Linked DNA regions of Oncorhynchus mykiss: region 1 is linked to region 2. A link is a contact called in public Hi-C data. All regions are on one chromosome and are shown on one strand. Each heading gives the region's core, a stretch centred on a gene start, on an enhancer-like site or on the middle of the called end of the contact. The rest is flanking DNA. Distances are from core to core; before and after follow the strand shown. Region 1 holds the start of mrpl33 (39S ribosomal protein L33, mitochondrial). Region 2 holds the start of fosl2 (fos-related antigen 2).

The links. Hi-C and Micro-C count contacts between places; a contact is called where the count stands out from the background.
Region 1: a contact with region 2 is called in a Hi-C map of liver, with 6 times the contacts expected there. The contact joins the promoter of mrpl33 here to the promoter of fosl2 in region 2. A contact is called at or near these places in 2 of 3 Hi-C or Micro-C datasets (blood and liver).

What each region holds. Positions count from the first base shown.
Region 1 is chr25:2,779,861-2,786,456 of USDA_OmykA_1.1, reverse strand. It overlaps mrpl33 (39S ribosomal protein L33, mitochondrial), which reads left to right and starts at 1,494. Exons shown (of 4, transcript XM_021584330.2): 1 at 1,494-1,618; 2 at 2,013-2,031; 3 at 2,339-2,445; 4 at 3,023-4,460. The coding sequence starts at 1,597. The coding sequence ends at 3,072. rbks (ribokinase) reads right to left here. Exons shown (of 10, transcript XM_021584327.2): 10 at 4,453-4,732. The coding sequence ends at 4,559.
Region 2 is chr25:2,475,570-2,481,766 of USDA_OmykA_1.1, reverse strand. fosl2 (fos-related antigen 2) reads left to right here and starts at 3,054. Exons shown (of 5, transcript XM_021584323.2): 1 at 3,054-3,275; 2 at 3,649-3,768.

The DNA.
Region 1 (6,596 bases), core at 245-2,744, 310 kb before region 2:
TTCAGCATTTGGCTGGTCTGAGTAAGGAAGGACTCAATGAGATTCTGTAGGGTCCAGGAGCTCACCTTTTCGTAGCATTCCCTATTCTTTATGTACAGTAAGGGAGAGGGGGAAAGTGCTGATGCAAGCTGGGGAGTGACAGCCACACAGTGTGGGGTGTCTGTGACTGTCTGTGTGCGTATGAGTCGTCTCACTTCCTCAGATACGGTTGTTAGGTCAGTCAAGTTGATGTGAAATAGCTGATAAAGAGATAGCTGCGATGGTTTGGAGGCAGACATCTCAGTGTTCTATTTAATTATGTGGTTTGTGGATTGTGTGTGTGTGTCTGTTTGCGCGCATGTGAGCATTTATGTGTGTGTGAGTTAATAAATCAAATGAATTCATATATCGACCGACACCCCTGCCTCATGGACTAATAATAAAGCTTAGGTATGTCTTGTAAAAATCCAAGTATCCTAGTTTAGACCATTCTGGAGCTGATGTAGTTGGCATACAAGTTGTCTCATTTCTACACCCCAATATGTCCCGTATCAGCAGATTTCTTTGTATTAGCTAATTTTGGCACCATTTACCATTTGACTGCAGCAAGCTGACCTGCTTCTTCTGTCTATAAGTCTGCCATCACTACCAGTCAGTCAGTCACTGGGCCACCATGGCAGTAGTCTGATCTCTCCAGCCAGGGAGGGGAGAGTGATGCTTATTTAACCTCCTTAGAGGCTGTGGGCTGCTGGAGTGTGTTGATTGTTGAGTGGGTGGAGGTGCTGGTGCTACTGCTGGTGGTGATGCTGAGGCTGGTGGTCTGAATTATCCCTCTGGTGACGCAGGTTTCTCCTCCACACACTTCCTGACAGCTGCTCCCTGCCTGCCTGCCCGTCTGCCTGCTTACGACAATAGGTTATATCCAACAATGTTACGTCCCTGTTCATTTCCTGAACGGCTAGGGTTAGAGAATGTGTTTTCAGCTTGCCGGTGTGGTATCGTTCTTGCCCTCTTGAACCGGTGTCTATCTGGTTGTTAGGTTCAATCTTTTCATTTGTTTTTGTGTTTTGAGGTTTTCCTTGTTGATTTACTTATCTTTCCCCATCTGTTATGGTGTCTGTTGAATTGATGTGCATGCACTACGTTGAAACTGGAAAGTTATTTTCTATATGAGAAAAGTGTACCTAAAACACATGATCAAAATACAACGTTACAAAAGATGTACTCATTCATTGAGTATGTTATGTACATATTGAGCCATTCTTTGATCACTGTAGCCTTGCTCTTGCGCTATTTAGGGTGCTGGCTGGAATGTAATTGGTTGCCAAATAATTAGATGCAATACGATAACAATATGTGGCTCTTAATCGCATAATAATACAACTAGTAGACCTGGTTTATCTCTTCAATTTAACAATAATATATATATATATATATATATATGTACTTCTAATAGTAGATACTCCAATTATTTAATAGGTGCAGAATAAACAAATAGCTCAGGGGCATGAAAGGGTTAATGACCCGAATGACAACGGCATTAACCCGGAAGTTGTGCTTTGGTATTTCAATGTGACTTACCCTAAACTAGCTAGCTGTTGTAATACTCTATTAAGTATGTTCCTCACTGCTGTAAATCGTGAGTATGATTGAATACGTTGCTGTATATTGTAGTTTTTCACTAAGTTGTATGGCGAAATATAGAATTGGCTGGCTCTATGCATGTCTGTGGTTAGCCGATTTTAGCTAGCTAGCTAGCTATGATTCACTGGCTAGTAGCATTGAAGTCAGCATGTCATTTGTTAACTAACGTTAGCTAAATTAAGTAGTTAGCTACATTCTGAAACAATGTTTTATAGATGGAGATGTCGTATTGATTATCGTTAGCTTGCACAATCAGAAGCTAAGCTAGCTAGCCATGGCAAGTGTTCTACTAATTAACTAGTTAGTTAAACCGAAAGCTAGCTAGCTACCTAAGGGAGTTATGATCTTGCCAATCTGATTTCATTATCTGATCTCTTCCATACACACAGTGGCCAAGGCCAAGTCAAAGTAAGTAAATTATTTCCTTCTCCAGCTCATAATTTGTGTATAGAGGTCCTACTTTATTACCATATCTAATCCATGTATCATTTATTATACCCTCAGCTAAGCTACTTTCTAGTAAAAGCTTCATACAGTAGAAATTGGAATTTAGGTTTGATGTCTTTCTCTGAACTGTTTGCTGTAATATTATCCTCAATCTGCTCTTTGATAAAAGTGACCCAAGGAATAGCAATGAGCATGTAGTATATCTTTTTCATAATTATTGTGGCCTATAACATGTGTTATCACAAAGTAACCATTGCCTTTGTTACAGGACTGTCCTAGTGCAAATGGTGAGTGCTGCTGGGACAGGTTACTGCTTCAACACCAAGAGGAACCGACTACGCGATAAACTGGTGCTGCGAAAAAATGACCCTTTTGGTAAACTACAAACCCTCTCTGATTAGCATTGTATGGAAGCAAACTATTACACTCGCTCTCAGGGAGTTATCACTGATGCCAAGTGGACACTGGCCTCTCACAAGGGCTGTGTCTGTAAACGTTACTTGCAGCCAAGTCCTTGCTTTCGCCATCTTTGTTTCTCTCAAAGCTCATTGGTCCTCATTCGGACCTCCTCCTCCAATGAGCTGAGAGGAATTAGCCTAAGGAAACATGGACAGGGGACCCAAGTGTTTTTTTACAGAAAATTTCAGACACAGCCAGTGTGGCTTTAACGTAGACGAGCCATATGACATCATCGTACACAAAGAACCAATAGTGGCATTTTGCTGTCCTACTGTCTATAATGAGTGATGTAATATTCAGCTTATATCAGGTAACATTTGTGTTTGAGATAATTCAAATCATATACTATATAGGCCTAGTAATTTGCCCCTGCTTGAAAATGATACCCTCACAATTATTTTAATTGGTTTGCAATGCTTACCTGATAAACCTACACTTTGCACATAGCTGTTCATTGTGCACCCACTTCAGAATTGTATTTCTGTCTTTGCAGTAAACAAACACGTCCTCTTTCACGAAAAGAAGAAGATCAGGTCGATTTAACCATGAACGGCAAAGAACGAGACTTTTGAATCTCCAACATCTAATCAGATGATTTCACTGACATTGTCTAAAATGTGTCGACCGTCATTCGCGAGAAGAGCTAAGGAGTTCCTATTGGACTATTCATGGGCCACACCAACTCATTGTTAACATTTGGGATGAACCAAGCGGTATCAAAACCTCAAGTAGTTCTGTTTCCATTCACATCAATAACCAGGTTTCCATCCAACATTTTGTGAGTACAGTACATGTCGGATAGAAATTTCAAGACAGGCCTGATGGAACCAGCAAATTTGTCAGTAAACTTTCCAAAGGTCGACGACAGAATACATGTCGTAGTGGGCGAACCACACAACATATCATGACTCCCAAGTTTACTTCGATATGATGGTTATTATATCAATATTTAAATTATGTGATAAGTGGCAGTGGAAACCCCTTTATGCGCAAATATTGATATAATAACCATCATATCATAGTAAACTTGGGAGTCATGATATGTTGTGTGGTTCTCCCACTACGACTTGGGAAAGCATGCAATTGGCTACAGATTAAATAAGTTGTGAACTTCACAGGGTGGAAAAAGTGCACAGTGATGAGCTTAATGCTCCTTTCCAATACATATTGAGGGTCTTATTCTGTTAACATGATGATCGGCTGCCGTTTGACTAATAATCTCCATCTTATCCATAACAATCAATCGTCATCATGCACAGCCTTTTATCCGCAACAAGTCAATTTGATGGAAACATCTCTGGTGGGAAAATGTGCATATTTTAGAATATTTGCATGAATATCTTGCCAATTAGATGGAAACCTAGCTATTGAGACAATTATTCCTCAATAAGTAAGAAGTAGCTTGTTTCATGTTTTGGTCCACTTGTATGTTATTTCTCAAACGTAGGCACATTGCATTTATAATCTTTGTTCTGCAAGAGTATCATATCTGCCATTAAGAAATAATGGAAACATGAAAGAAGGACAACTGTTCACTTATGTTTCACACTGAATGATCATAAGCTTTTACAACATTATGGTAATTCAGTACAGAACTTTTTTTTGTCTAGACAAACTAGTCTGGGTTTGGCGTTAACTTTTTCACTAGTTTTTCTGACATGTAAATTATTTGTATCATTGTAGGTCAGAATAAAATTTAAATGATTCAAGTTGTATTTTCCCTCTTAAATGTGTTTGACATTTGTTGATTTTGTCAAAGCTTATGAAAAACAGTGAGTGAAATTGTTTCAATGATGAGTTTGTGGAACACTAGTATGAAACAATGTATTTAAATCTCATCATTGGACACATTGGAATATAAAAAAAATAATTTATGACAATACTGGTATGGCAGATTAATAAAGTACAATGGTCATCATTCCATTAAGTTATTTACATAGTCGTTTAATTACTTGATACAGTACTTGGCACAGTGTTTTAGATAGTTCAGGCTCACAGTGTCCATTTAGCGTGCAAGTTGCTGTCTTCTCTAGAAAAGGTCTGTGGGTAGGTCCTTTTTAGAGGGATAAGACGCCTGTGTCCCAATTGTCTGTACACTCACTCCTGCCACCTGATTGGCTCTCCTGGCCATCTCTTCCAGGGACATTGTAGGGAAGTGAGCCATGTAGAAGGCCAGGGCACCAATGAAACTGTCTCCAGCTCCCTGTGTAGAGACAAACAGTCGTTACTACTCCAATACTCACATAGCAAAACAAACACGCACTGAATGTGTCAACAATTCAATTGAAATGTAGGCTAATAAGAGTTATTTTGAAAGGACAAAGTACTTTCTGTGAACAACAATGACCTTCCTGCGAGAACTCATTAATTCCTTCATTTAGAATTGAATGTAAGTGGAAAGGGGGGATACCTAGTTAGTTGTACAACTGAATGCATTCAACTGAAATGTGTCTTCCGCATTTAACCTAACCCCTCTGAATCAAAGAGGTGCGGGGGGCTGCCATAATCGACATCCACGTCTTCAGCACCCGGGGAACAGTGGGTTAACTGCCTTGCTCAGGGGCAGAACGGCAGATTTTTACCTTGTCAGCTCGGGGATTCAATCCAGCAACCTTTCGGTTACTGGCCCAACGCTCTAACCACTAGGCTACCTGCCATAGGAGCGATGGAGACGCACACACTGTCAAAGTGGACAAATCTGAGGCTTAAATGCAAAAATAGAGATGAATTTAATGTAAGCAAATAAAGGAATCTATGACTTAATTCCTCATGAAACTTGGAAAAGGTAATCAAGAGGAACTGAGACTAGAGATGTTATTTAACTATCTGACCAACTGTTGGCAACATTAGGGGGTGCTATGACACTTGTCAATTGTAGCTTTTTGAACAAGGCTCCCCACTGTCAGTTGAAATGCCTCCGCCATTAGTCTGAAATGGCCTAATACTCACCCTTTATGACAAACAAACGTATTAACACTTCCACTTAGCCAGTGTGAGATTCCCCGTTTTGTTATAAACAACTGAAGATAAGACGACAAGACCGATGTATTCACTTGCATATTGCATAAATGAAGAATATTTAGCTTACATTTTCAAATGGCTATCGTATATAAAAACAAATGTGGGGGTATTATTCATATAATATGCCAGAATAACGTAATACATTTTACTTTTTTTCTCACCAACATATTTAGCCGAAGAGATTTGTCTTTGACAGGGTCAGCTTGGCAGAATTATACCATATACCACAATGTTCATAGAGTACAGTGTACAAGTCAATATAAAAATGAATAGAAATAAAAACCATATTTTTTTTTCTCCCAGAATTAATAAAAGTAAAGCATTATCAACATTTAAATACAAGTCATATTTCTGAGCACATGATTTCTTTCAAATGATACCTACCTAAACTTGATCTGTGCAAACTAAATATAATTATCAGAGGCTTGAGTACAAATGCCATAACAAAAATACAAATAAAAAATGTGTCAAACATTGAAAGGACATGTATTTAGGACATTTCATTAACTCAATTTCATGGACAATTTTGTTCCTTTTTGACACAACATTACCAATTTACAGTATCAAACAAGATACTTACTTTTACAGTAAAAAAAACATTTTTGCTCATTTGAGCATATTTTGTTGATGTATATTTTAGCACTTTGTCTCGTGTATCCTATACAACCTGAGGTTATAGGCACGTTTAAAGACAACAACCTCAGTAGTAATTGGTGAGGAGGAGGACCAATTCAAAGTCTAGAGACTCCAAAGGGCAAAATCCTAAATTGCGATCAAATTTTGCACACATCTATTATTGACATCAACGCATGGTTCTTATAAGTCCCAAGTTCAGCGCGCAGATCCCAAGTTAGGATTAGGTGCGAATAAGTCCTTTGGGCATCACCCCTATTCCAGTTTCCTGCCATCCTGGCAGTTTTATAAGCTAACACTCCTCTGGGATTGCCTATCGGTTTATCATGGGTTTAATCTTTCTTTCTCTCTGCTATTGACAGTGATGATGGAATGTGCAATAGGCGCCCAGGGGGGTGGGCTTGGGTGTGTAG
Region 2 (6,197 bases), core at 1,805-4,304:
TTGCCCTCAGAACAGCCTTAATTTGGGGGGACATGACTCTACAAGGTGTTGAAAGATTTTCATAGGGATGCTGGCATATTACATAATTTATGTGGCATTCTCTGGATTTATGGTGCTTTCAAGACAACTGGGAAGTCTGGGGGGGGGGGGGGGGGGGGGGGGACGACGACAAGGTTGAATTATGACGTTAGTGATCTTCAGGTCAGAGCTCTAGAAAGAGGAGTTCCCGAATTGGATGACCATTCAAAACGTGTATTCCCAGTCGGAGCTCGTTTTTTTATTTTTTGAATGCGGCAGAAATCATGCTGGATTGACAGCATGCCCCCCCCCCCCCCAATAGTGATCGACTACCGAGGATCGCTATGGGGCGCAATCGGGCGATGTAGGCTTGTACACAATCGTCCAACCTTAACACACATACACACACTCACTCTGTGTGGTTACAGTGGGCTAACGTATGTCAATGGTCAAGGAACAGCAGTAACATCAGGCAGGATTTAGGCTACCAAATGCCTAGCTAATTGTAGCTCAATCTTGGGTGCAATAATCACATTCCCGGACTGACTGACTGACCGTGTGGATGCTCATTGATTTAACATTAGGTTAGCCTACATCCTACACCAGTAAGTTAAAGTTATAAATGATATATCTGTCGGCTATATTAGCCACGATTTACCATTCTTTGTGCAGCTTGAAATGGCGAACAAAATTGTAAATTGTTGCTCTCATTCTGTAATTTTCTTCCCGCATGTTTTGCAAGTTGCAATCCGTTTTTTTATTGATACAGCGTCGTCTTTATATCCGAAAATAATAATTTTGGGTATCATCTTTCTAAGGGCTCCATCTGAATTCACCCTGCAACGTTCTTCTGAACTGCCACGCACAACTTGTTCTCAGTTGGCACAATTTTATTGGCTGCTGTCCGATTCAAACTGTAATCAGTTAAATGAAGAGTTGATGCGCTGCACACTTTTTCTAATAGCACCAGTTTAAATATTTGGGCATCAAGTCCCAAATATTGGAGGGCATCAAGTCAGGTCGAGTCAAAAGTCTCAAGTCGAAGTCAAGTCACGAGTCATTGGTGTTAAAGTCAAAGTCGAATTGCAAGTCATCATATTTATGACTCGAGTCCGAATCGATTCCAAGTCATGTGACTCGAGTCCAAGTCATGTGAATCGAGTCCACACCTCTGCTGGGCAATGAGCACCGATACTTTATATCTATAATTTCTCTTCGTATGACATGGATTGAAAAGGATTTGCCAGCAGATTGTTGACTTGATTCATGACGATGACTGCTTGTCTAGCTTGCTAGCTAAGATTTTGAAAGTATGATGTTGACATGATCAGTCCATTCAAAGCTACTGTAGATATAACGGGATTTGACTTCCTTTTATCTGTGGCCAATGACCTTGAGCCTTCTTGAATTGGCACTTCTAATGTAACTCTATGGCAGCACCCAAGGGGCTTGAAATTTCAAGCTCTCCCTGTAGATTTGGCGGTGACGTAGTGTCCCCATGAGTGATGGAACACTGAGCCAATCAGGGCGCACCTAGAGAACATTACCAACCCCTACGCTCCGTATTTTCCTCTGGCTGCCCCACCACCACAAAAAGCACTGAGCTAGGCTGAAACAGATGCATTTTGTAGCTGCCTTACTCAAGAAAGCAAAAAAAGAGACCATGTTTTTTGTATGCAGCTTTATTAACTCAATTATTATTATTTTTTACATTGTTTGCAAACTGATATGTGACTCGTATTAATGCCAAAATAACATGGAAAACTGGGGAAAGGAATGACTGGTCGCCACTGAGTGTTGCAGTTATCACACACTCAAATCAGTGTGCCTGGCACCTACTGCCATACCCTATTCACAGGCATTTCAATATTTTGTCTTGCCCATTCACCCTCTGAATGGCACACGTGCACAATCCATGTCTCAATAGTCTCAATGCTTAAAAATCCTTCTTTAACCCGTCTCCTCCCCTTCATGACTGAAGTGGCTTTAACAGGTGACGTCAGTAAGGGATCATAACTTTCACCTGGATTCACCTGGTCAGCCTGTCATGGAAAGAGCAGGTGTTCTTAATGTTTTGTTCATTCAGTGTAAGGCTCATCCTATATAACTACTGCTGTACACACCTTTTATATTCATATTCTGTCCATGATGTCTATACACACGTTATATACATATTTATATTCCTCTGACATTCATTCAAACATTTCTATATATCTTAATTCCTTTATTTTTATTTTTGGTATTTGCGTGTTTTGTTAGGTATTATTGCGCTGCTGGAGCTAAGAACATGAGCATTTCGCTACACCGGCAAAATATGTGTAGGCGACCAATACAATTTTATTTTATTTGACTAGCGGTGGAGAATATGGTAGCATTTCCTTCCATAATCTTCCCTCACTGCTGCTAGCCACATCTAGCTGTTGCTCGGGCTACACATCAGGGCAGGCATTTAAATTATAGAGCTGCGAAAAACTTCAAAGGGATATAATTCTCTCTCGTTCTGTCTCTTCGTGTGAAAACCAAAGGTTACAAAAACGTTGAATAGTCATGAGATGAAGATCTACACGGGTGGCAAGATATAACTGCACACGTCTTTGTTAATAACTGCATATACCTAACCTATTCTATGTGGCACAGAGACCCTATCCTTCTGAGCTTGAGGAGAAAATGCGGTGAGGGAGGGTAGGGAATCCCTCCAGTCTCTGACGTGCCTTTACCAAGGAAACCTTGTCCTCTCGCAACTGCCCATTTTAGGAAACATGCGTCAAAGGACTGTACCAAATCAGACAAACGGTGAATATAGAGAAACTTTATAACTTCCAACCCGATGATAAAATACACGTGCGTAAACATGTAGGCTTATCACAAGCATAGTACATCGACTCTAACGATGTTATGTATAACAATAAAGCTGATTTACGATACCTTGTGCTGATTTTTACAATATTAGCTATGATAACCCCTCAAGTGAAGTGTCTACGCCCAGACAGTGACGTGAATGAGCCTGCTTGCGTTGATAAGCGGCCGCAGTTCTCCGTCGTGCCATTGAAGTGAGTCATCCTAGTGTGGTGAAGGAATAGAAAAAGAAAGCTAGAACTGTTCCAGGGGAACAGCGGATTGCTGAAGTAGGCCTAAAGTGTGTCGCGGGGAAGAGATTCTGTAGAGTAGGCTGGGGTGGAAAGCAATTTTAAAGCCTCTGTATGTGACTCACTCGCAACGCAAGTCTATTCACCAACAACTCTGGATTGACTGCGAAAGTAGGTGACTTTTGTTCTTGAAGTTGGCTCTTGTAGCTCACCTGAATAGGCTACAGCAGTGACAAGGGAAAGAAGCAGGATATAATTATTTGGAGTGGACAAAAAATATAAATATTTTCAGTTTTACTTCTAGTTAATTACCTTAAAATATTTAATTTCGAAGAGCCTGGATTTATTGTACCAATAACCTATTTGAAAACACTTTTTTTTCTGGATTTCCACGTGTTTTAACGACTATTGCTTTCAAGTTGGTCACTTTCCAATCTGGTCCACTTTCAGCTCCCAAAAGGGATTCCACTGTCAGAGGATTTTTTGAGAGTTGGGAGCTCATATCAACTACTGAAATCTTCCTCTTTCCTGGATCATGTACCAGGACTACTCCGTGAACTACGACACCTCGTCCTGCGGCAGCAGCACTTCGCCGGTACAGCCAGAGTCATTCACAAGCGGCAGCAGCACGATCGGCAGTCCGATCTCTACCTCAAGCTACCAGGTAACGCAATACAACATAATATAATATTCTCTTTTCTCAAATTAAAATATTGGTATTCACAACTGTAAATTGAGTTTCATTGTATCGACATTTCGTCACTGTGCAGTTGTCTATGACACACTTTTAGATGGGTAACCCGGAGAGGCTATAGCGCTGTTCGTAATTAAAGGTGCTGTGCAATGCAATAGAGGTGCATATTATCTTTCTAATACACTGCTATGTACATGTTTTATTCAAGGGCCATTAAGAATATTATATTGATATTAAATATATTACTCCAAACTATAGCCTAGTGCTGTAGAGACTTTGTCTTCACATTTGGAGAAAGCGCGCCCGCGGTATCGCCTGTGATATTATCAGAATCTGCGCGCGTTATATTGTGATATTCTCCCAATATTTTCCAGACCTGCTCTGCAATAAAGTGAAATTTAATAGATTATATATGTGGTTCTGGCCAAGACACCGATGCGCGAGCGAAGTGCGTAAAAAAGGAACAAACCGACTCAATGCCGGATTTATGTTGAATGTCAGAAACCTGTGTTATGAAACCTGTGTTATGAACGACTGCTGAAAATGTACTTATTGACACATGTGTATGCGTAATCTGAATTGCAATATGCAATCAGGTATTGCTCAATCGCTGTAGCCTATAATTTAACACCCACGTGTTGCACTATAGAACTGGTCATTTGAAGTTGAGGGGACGTTTTTATTATAAAATACATATTTTGTAGACGGAAGAATATACTTTAGAAAGTGTTCATACTGTGGAGTCCACAAATAATTTAGGTATACGCACATTATAAGACCTGTTGAATGAGTATAAACTTCTATGAACACAGGAGGCAAGTTATCATGAGTTATAACACACACCAAACTGCGTATAGGTTGCTACAGCATATTTTGCCATTCTGATTGCTCTCAACATTTCTCCCCCAAGATATGGATTTAAATATAAGTTGGAATGTGTAAACCAAAGGGCTACCTTTTCCCTTGCACATGGGATAGCGACTTTATTCATGCGCATAACTTGGTCAAGGGGAACAAAAACATGCACTGATTCGATTCTACCAATCCTTCTCAGTGCCTTCTTGGTTAAGATAGCCTACTGTATGTCTCTGACCTGCTGATGATCAGTGATCATCACTGTAAAGCGAACAGAGCAATAACGAATATTGACTAGGACTCCACATTGGATAGAAGTTCTGCAACAAGGTCTATAGCGTCATTCAGTGGTGGTACGCTGCACATTGCACAATATAGGACATCCACCCATAGCTTCGAGGTTGTGTGTGTGTGTGTGTGTGTGTGTTGCAGATGGGGCCCATGTATCACGCACTGGCAGATTTTGTCGTGACATGGAAACGGCAGGTTAAGACGCTCACGATGCGTCTCCCAATGCGCCTTCGTTTATGTTGAAACATTTGGAAACTTCGAGGCAGGAATTTCCCCTAGATCCCATACAATGATTAGGCCTACATGTTTTTTTCTACCTGCTCTCTCGTCCTCTCGTTCTAGTGACATTCTGAGATATGATGCCCAGTGGCTATCATTGAGGAACAACCATAATCAGCATTTCACTTTAAATGCTATTCCTGACAAAATATGAGCTTTTAAGGTTGAAATGTATCGATATGTTTTATGAAAGTGACAGAGAGACAATGTGTCTTGTGTTTTCAGTCGTCTGGTGTTAGGTTGTCCGTGTCCAATTCACAACCCGCAGAAGGCCTACTAAGGCAAATGAAGGAGGATCTCTGCGCTACATTTAACAGCTTGTTCTTTCATAGATCTAGACCAGTGTTCTAAGTTAATTTCGTATAATGAACATTGCAACTGTTCAGATGTCCTCTCAGGCACTTGTCGGAAAACTGAGGGCTAAAAGAAGTGTCTCGTTTTTGTAGGTGAAAGGACCCGTCTGCCAAATGGCAACTGTTGTTTTGCTCCCGTGGGCGCACATATAACAGCTGGACTGGTCGTAGCGTTAAATAATATTGATCTTCCACTCCAGACCAGAACTCCCACGCATTTTACTTTGTTCTTTCAATCGTTTGTCTGCCTGAATCCGTCTTTTGAATTGACTTGGTTACATCAATTTCGAGATCATCATAACCACTTCCTTATTTGTTCCCGGTTTGACGCAGTGCCATAGGTGCTCTCTCTTCCCTGGACATGTTTACAGTATTATTGAGCCGAAAGTTCCTGGATGTTTACGTCATCCTTTAGTTTCTCGGGGGCGGAGGACAACTATTCTATTTGTTTAAGAGGCGAAATCCCAGCGCATAAGAGTAAGACTCTGGGAAAGGGGGTAACGTGTGGGAAGCTGTTTACCGGTGTTGTGTCGAAAATCTCCCCCCTGACAGAATCCCCCCCCCCCCCCCCCCCATCTAATTTCCTTAATTTTGTGGCTAGATTCAAATACTTTCTGTGAC